2 separate regions of the Mus musculus genome follow, and region 2 is linked to region 1. Evidence: chromatin contacts called from public Hi-C data. All regions are on one chromosome and are shown on one strand. The core of a region is the stretch at or near the end of the contact, and the rest is flanking DNA. Distances in the headings are between cores, read along the strand shown. Region 1 holds the start of Cemip (cell migration inducing protein, hyaluronan binding). Region 2 overlaps Abhd17c (abhydrolase domain containing 17C).

What was found. Hi-C and Micro-C count contacts between places; a contact is called where the count stands out from the background.
Region 2: a contact with region 1 is called in a Hi-C map of liver, with 1.9 times the contacts expected there. The contact joins the enhancer-like site here to the promoter of Cemip in region 1. A contact is called at or near these places in 9 of 39 promoter capture datasets (the 3T3-L1 cell line, embryonic stem cells, frontonasal cranial neural crest and 4 more), 2 of 15 datasets of contacts at CTCF or cohesin (the NIH/3T3 cell line and pro-B cells), 31 of 484 Hi-C or Micro-C datasets (the AML12 cell line, the AtT-20 cell line, the BV-2 cell line and 18 more), 7 of 115 datasets of contacts at active chromatin or transcription factors (CD8 T cells, bone marrow-derived dendritic cells, embryonic stem cells and 2 more) and 3 of 9 other capture datasets (embryonic stem cells, liver and pancreatic islet).

The regions. Positions count from the first base shown.
Region 1 is chr7:84,085,068-84,088,646 of GRCm38.p6, reverse strand. It overlaps Cemip (cell migration inducing protein, hyaluronan binding), which reads left to right and starts at 2,142. Exons shown (of 29, transcript NM_030728.4): 1 at 2,142-2,389.
Region 2 is chr7:84,133,753-84,137,109 of GRCm38.p6, reverse strand. The region is part of intron 1 of Abhd17c (abhydrolase domain containing 17C); the gene reads left to right. Among named protein-coding and RNA genes, the nearest start is that of Abhd17c, 16 kb to the left of the region's middle. Within about 2 kb of position 1,794, at least 53 of the 459 cell types and tissues checked have an H3K27ac peak or open chromatin away from gene starts, as enhancers often do. A contact at or near this core is called in the AML12 cell line, liver and uterus, where this site is marked.

The DNA.
Region 1 (3,579 bases), core at 893-3,392:
AGAACTTGAAAGCTATCAGTTCATTTTGCAACTAGCCCCCATCTCTGCATTTATAAGTCTTGGATTTAGAGAAGTGTAGATAGGAAATCCATCAGGTTCACATTGCTGGTAATCCACACCAAAAGAATTACCCATCATACACTGCGGGTTACAAAGGCCTGGGTAGAAATGCTGAGTGGACGTGGCTGGAGAATCTGGTTTTAGACATGTGGAGCCTGTCTGTAATTCATCAGCTTCTTCCACCCCAGGCATGAGCCGATGATAAAAGAAAACTGGATGCCAGAGGAATGAGCTGGACACTCTGCATCTTGGAGAAAGCATGACAAAGCACTTCCCAGAGCCCATCCCTTAAGCAGGAGATTACTCCTCATCCCTGAGATGCCTGTGAAGATGAGCTCCTCCCTTGCTTTGCAGCCTCTGGTCTGTGCTCCACTGGTGGGAGAAGGAGCCCCAGTGAGGCTGGTCCAAGCACAATGCCCAGTCACCTGCTCCTCCTTGTTTGTGGGCCTGGGGAATGGGTTCCTTAAGAAAGGGATTCAGCAAGTATGTGTACTGCAAGGACTGGATAGGCACTTTATAAGGAGGTAGGTCTCAGTTTTATTCTGCTAGAAAGGGAGAGCAAAGAAAGGAAGCTTGCTACCAGACCCCGTTGATGGTATGCTTGGAGTTCAAAGGCAAACTGAGACTCTTGATCTTTGGTTCCAGCTTTCTAGAGAAGATCTGGGGTGGAGTGCTGTGCTTCCCTGGTTCCAACACATGGCCCAAAGGCTGCTGCCCAGAGGACCTAGACAGGGGCTTCCAAAGTCTCTGCCATAGACTGGCCCTAAAGCCTGCACTGAGATTCCTAAAGCTGGTGGGCACTGCCTAGAATGAAGACCCTCTCGCACAGCAGTGAGCATAGGACATTGGCAGGCAGGAAGAAATGTGTACTTGAGAACTCTCATTAACCAGAGGAGGGAGCTGAGCAATAAGTCTCAAAGAGGGACAGCATATAGAATTGCAACCAAAGCTGTCATCTTAGAATTAAAATGAAATGGAAAAAAAAATCCCCAGCACCTTTCACCCTTTTTGCCAGGGTCAGAGTGGATAGGTAGCTGGTGCTCAGGGCACCCAGTGTTGAGGAGATGCTAGATGCTCTGGGTGGGCTTACTTATTCCTATGGCAGAGGATAACTCACTGGTGGCACTGTCTTGTTTTGATCCTTGAGAACATTGTCCTGTCCAGGCACAGACTACATGCAGGATAGCAAACACTTACTATGACTTAGTACCCACAAAATCTCACTGAAATCCTCTCTCCAGGCTCATGGGAGCCCAATGGTGAAGTCCCTTGTTTATGGTCAAGTAACTGGCATGTGCAGAAAACTGACACATGTGAAGAAGTAACTCTACTATCCGTGTGTGTGTGTGTGTGTATGTGTGTGTCCCCTAAGACAGAGGTCAAGCTGCTTGGAGTGTTATTTGTTTTTGAGACCGGGTATCTCTATTTTACCCGGACTGGCCAGCAAGCCCCAACAAGCCACCTGTCTCCACCTCCCCAGCTCTGGAATTACAAATTAGGGCTATTGCCCACCCAAGGCATTTTTATGAGGATTCTGGGAACTGAACTCTGTTTTTTCAAACCTGTAAACATCTTAGCGGTCATCTCCCTAGCTTTCAAAACAAGATCTTCTCTAAGAGACCTCTAGACCTAGGCGATCCTGGATTCTGTTGCTATGTTGGCTTACAAAAAGTGTTACGGGTTTGAAATCTAACAGCCTGAACGTAGAGTGGTGGCGACTCTGTCAAAATCTCTTTTTTCTGGCTGACTGTCCCTTGGGGAGGCCACTGGATACAAGCTGCGCTTCCATCACTAAGCCCTCGGAGGTCCGCAGCTTTCGTCCTAGGCTCCAGCGCCCTCACCTGGTGGCCACGGCTTGTCCCGGCGGCGGCTCTCGGGCTCAGGTCTGCGGCTCCCGGAGCGGCCGCCAGAGCCCGCCCGGGTCCAGCCCCGCAGGCCGCCCACCGCGGTGAGTGGGAGGACGCTGCCCAGAGACAGGGGTGGGACAGGGGGGACGGGATGAGTGCGGGCGCCGGGGGCTCTGGTGGGGAGGAGTCAGGCCCGGAAGGCGACTATAAAAAGCGTCGGCTCGGGCTGGCAGCTCCGAGCTAGCTACTAAGCCAGTGAGCGCGCGGAGTCGAGCGAGGAGCGCCTTCTGCGCTGAGTGGCAGTGGTCTGGTGCTGCTGGAGCACTGTGCCGAGTGAGGTCGGAATCTGCACCCCACTTTCCGCCAGCTCCCGTCCCACTTGCTTACGCTCAGGAGCTCAACGCGTGGGATCAGATACTAGACTACGGGATGCTGCACTCCAGATCCCCGAGGCGTGGCAGGGTCTCGGTCATCAACCTGAGGTAAGAGGACCGGAGCTAGGGCGCGAGGGCTGCTTGGGTTAAGCTATGGGGAGGAGAGGAGAGACCGGATCCCACATTCTCCCCTCTGTTAGGTAGAACGTTGCCCTCCATCAGTCTGATTGTCCAGCCTATTATTCTATGCTGTCTACCACTGTCTGTCTGTCTGTCTGTCTGTCTGTCTGCCTGCCTGCCTATCCATGAATATATTGGTGGGCACACGCCTCCGCCACGGTCCTTCGTCTCTGAAATCTTTACAAATGTCAGGTGTTGGGGACACCATCGTCCAGGAATGTATTCGACGGGAGGTGGATTTCTGTTTTGCTTAGTTTGTGCCCCTGTGAATGGCACCAGATGTTCACACAAACAACAGTGTCTAATCGAAGAGAGATGGCCCCTAGGCAGGTCTCGCAAGGAGCCCGGTGCAGGGAACGCGCTTACCGTGTGGCTAATGGTGAGCTTCGCAAGACTGTACCTTGTCGCTACCACGTAGGCAAGGTCTCCTGGGTTCCCTAACCTGCCTCTGCCCTCCCAGTGATACGCTGGCACCGGGCTGGAGGAGATGATCTGATGTTAGACGACCTCGGTGGCCTCTGCTGTTATTTAAACAAACACTAAGCCTGGCAGCGCTGCAGGGACATTTGGTGGCCCCTGGCAACAGACAGCATCTGCAAGAAGGGTCTCGCTAGATTGACAGAAAAACCAAGGTCTCCATAAGGCACAAGACTGAGTTGTCCACGGTTCTCAAGCTCTCCGCTCTGGTTCGGTGACATCTCGGAATGAACCCCAGAGAATCCTTGTGCTCTTGACCGAGCGTTGTGCCGGTGTTCCCCAAGACTGGACACTCTACCCGCCCCAGGTCTGAGGTTCTCAGTCCTGCTCCGAGCAGCCAACTCTGCCCACAGGTAAGACCTTCTCTTTAAAACCAAGCTTTTGATGTGAGAGCCACGGCTTGGCTGAAGCCTGTCCAGGAGACCGTGAGCCAGGGAGTCATTTCCATCTCCGCGGTCTGGAGAGGGACCCTAAGGCGCGCCCGCGGGCGGGGAATAGGCTGCTCCGCGTGCCCAGGCTCGGCGCCACCATGGACAGCTCCCAGCTACTTCCGCCACTCGGGGCCTGTGGCCCTGAGTCTGGTGTGTTCAGGCACCTCCCTCACTGATTAAGGTGTTCAGACACTAGGAAGGTAGAGAGGG
Region 2 (3,357 bases), core at 545-3,044, 49 kb before region 1:
GGATGTAGAGCTAAATGCCAAGTAGGGGTTTACATTGCACATACTTAATATTTAATTGGCATCTGAAAAGATGACTTTGAATACCTTCCATTCTATACTGACTTCCACTACCCCTTGGAGCTCAGAATTGTGGTTGTGTAACAAACAACATTCTGAAGACAGTACTTTCTGGCTCTGGAAATGCCTGAAGAAGGAAGCAGCTTCTCTCAAGAGTGGTTGTTTGGGTTCCAGAGTAGTTTTTGAGCCTTGTGCTTCAGGTTCCTTTTCTATAAAATGGGTTTCTTTTTAAAGAGTTGTTTTTCCCCTGGTGTTGGCAAAGTTTGGTAAGTTTTTTGTTTTTTGACTGAAAAGAAGAGAAATGAGTCACTTAAGTGTATAGCTCGTCCTCGGCGATGTGAAAAATAGAAACCTGGTGTTTCTAAGGGAGTTGCAGTTTTCAAAGTGCTCCAGGTACCTTTGATCCTGAGAACAGTTCTATGGGAAGAGCAGGAGGTGGGCTGTGCACTTGGGGAGTTAGCAAAAGGAAGCCAGTTGGCAGTGGGTTGCTGAGCCAGGGGCTGAGGAGTGAGTGTCAGCTGTCATCATTTCTCCCGACTTTTAAACAGTCCTATGACCCACCTCAGTGAGTCTGTTGGTAGTTGCTTCCAAGTTGTGTCTTCCGAGTTGGACCCTTTCCTCCGTTTAGAGCAGTTGAGTGTGCTGCCTCACTTACTGATATTCCTGTTCTTGGTTATGATTAATGGTTAACTCAGTTAACTTGTTTGTTTATTTTGAAATGCTCTGTTGAAGCTAAGGCTTTGAAACTGTAGCAAAGCCACTGCTAGAACAATACTATTTAAATAGGGAGGGGGGGTGGAGGGGGTGGTATTTAAAACATCAGTTTGATTTCTTTATGGAACTTAAATTAGCATCTCAAGTCTCTTCCTTCCTGGAGTAAAATGTTTGTCTTCAGCAGCAGTTGCTTGGAAGACAGACACTGGGCAGTTCTGGAATGACTTACTGACCTGAGGACTTGGCTCCCAATGGGCTTGTTTGGAGACCACAGGAACAAGTAAGACAAGTTCTGTGACCCAGTTGGAGGTGTGATTCATAGCTTGTTAACAGTTGGTACATTGGTCTCAAAGTTTAGACAGTGATGGCCTCATTTGCTCCTAAAGCAAGGGGAGTTCTGGAGACCTGTCCAGACAGAGCCTGGAGACAGCTGGGCAGGACGGAGCCTCTCCCCCATCCAACTCCCTGATCCCATTCAAGTTTAGTCTCAAATTAGCCAGAGAGATTCAGAGGCATGGTGAAACACTGTACTCTGTAAAGTTCTGTACTTGTCAACAGGTTTTCAGATTTTGGCTCTTCCATTATTAAGAATAGCATTGTGACAGTCACATGATCCTTGGTGGAGTGATGAGGATGGTAATGATGTAGTAAACTCCTAATGTCAATGGCCCAAGAAGACATTTTGACTCCATAGCAAAGTAGGAAAGCAGGAAACAAAGACAGCGCCAGTTCCTGGAAAGCCAGATGAAGAAATTACCACTTTTCTGCTTTTTATTGTAATAATTGATTGCTGCTTGTAAACTTATTAACTCTTTTATTTTATTTGGGGAAGAAAGGGGCAATTTGGCAAGTATAAAATCTAGTCATCTAGGCTATACTCATACTGACCTAGGACTTAATTACTCTCATAAAGTTCTAATGCCAAGTTCAGAGTTAGTTTTCATTTCACTCACGGTGCTGGAAGTAGACCCTGTGGCCTTGCTTATGTTAGCAGGTGTACCAGGATTGAGTCATACCCCCAACACAAAACTTGGTCAATCAGATGATCAATTGTTGATACTTTGCATGACCCCATCTAGCTATCACCCCATCTAGCTGTCAGTTTATGTTTGTATTTGTTTAAAATGCACTAGTTTTGCCATGAGCAAAGGTAGAGAAGTGGTCATCTATCTCCTGTGGTTCGAATCCTGCTCTTCTCTCCTGCCTCCCCGCACAGTGTGCATCTCTACGAATAGTGAGTCAAGCAGAACTGCAGACAGTGTCCTGGCGGCTTCATTCATTGAGTGCTGAAGACAGAGGGTCTTAGTTATGGCTTGACTTTTACAGATGGTTTTGTAGCTTCTTATAAGTGTTCCTTAAGTGTCCCCCTTTTCTCTTTATACTTGAACATGCACTCTTATCTAGAGGCTAGTGATCGTTTACTGTGCGGGCTGTTTGTGTTGGGGGAATCAGAGCTAAATGTGCTAAATCCTTTTTATCTTCACTGTAGTCATTTCAAGCACATGTGTCTTATACATTTTAATTTTAGCACTTTTATCTTTCCATTTGGAGCTAAGGATATAGCTCAGAAGATGGAGTGGTTGCCGACTGTGCACAAAAAAAAAAAAGCCCTGGGTTCAGTTTGCAGTACTGCATATGTTGGGCATGGTGGCACACAGGTGTGATTCCGGCACTTAGGAGACAGACTATTCAAGGAATTCAAGGCCAGCCTTAGCTACATAGTGAGTCCCAGACTACTGTGGGCCGCATAGGTCTCTGAAAACCTTATTTGGTGCCTGGCATATTTCTTTCCAAGTAGTGGATATTATACCTAGCAGGATTCCTAGGGCTCCTAGGAGCTCAGATGCTCCAATTCTGGGACAACTGTAGCAGACGAGTTCTGGTTCTGCAGGTCATGTGTGGGGGAAGCAGCTTGCTCTGGGAAGGTGGGACTCTGCATGCTTAGCAGTGTCATTGCACTTCACACCTGTGGTGAGACCATCCCCAACTGTTTTTCTCCTATAAGAACTCTGGCCAAAACAGGTCCCTAACTTAGTGTTTAATTTTCTAAAACCAGCTTTGAATATTTTTGAAACACTGATATTAAGTACTTTCTTGAAGACCAAACATGGTAGCATACATCTTTAATCCAGTACTGGGGAGTCAGAGTTAGGAGGAACTGTGCGCTCAAAAACCAGCCTGGTCTACATAGGGAGTTCCAGGCCACCAGTACACAGTACACAGTACAACTCTGTCTGCAAAGAAAATAAAAGATAAATAAACATGTTCTTTTAATTTTGAGTGACAAGCTTCTTCCATATTCCCTTGCCACTGATCTTGTTAATGACTCTGTCTTGATTTTTTTTGATGAGAAATTGAAATGTAATGTAAATGCATTAGCGTCTGGTGACCTGGGAGCTAAGTGACAGCATTGCAGTGAATAGTTTGCATCTTTTGTCACAGCTTAAGAGACACCTGATTTATGAAGGACAAGGTGTAAAGTAAGAGAGAGAAATAGTCATTTTGGGGACCTGTCTGAACCAAGCCTCTTTAATTTCCTCCTAAAGCAGTAACCAGTGAACCCAGGTAGTGACACCATCCTCAGAA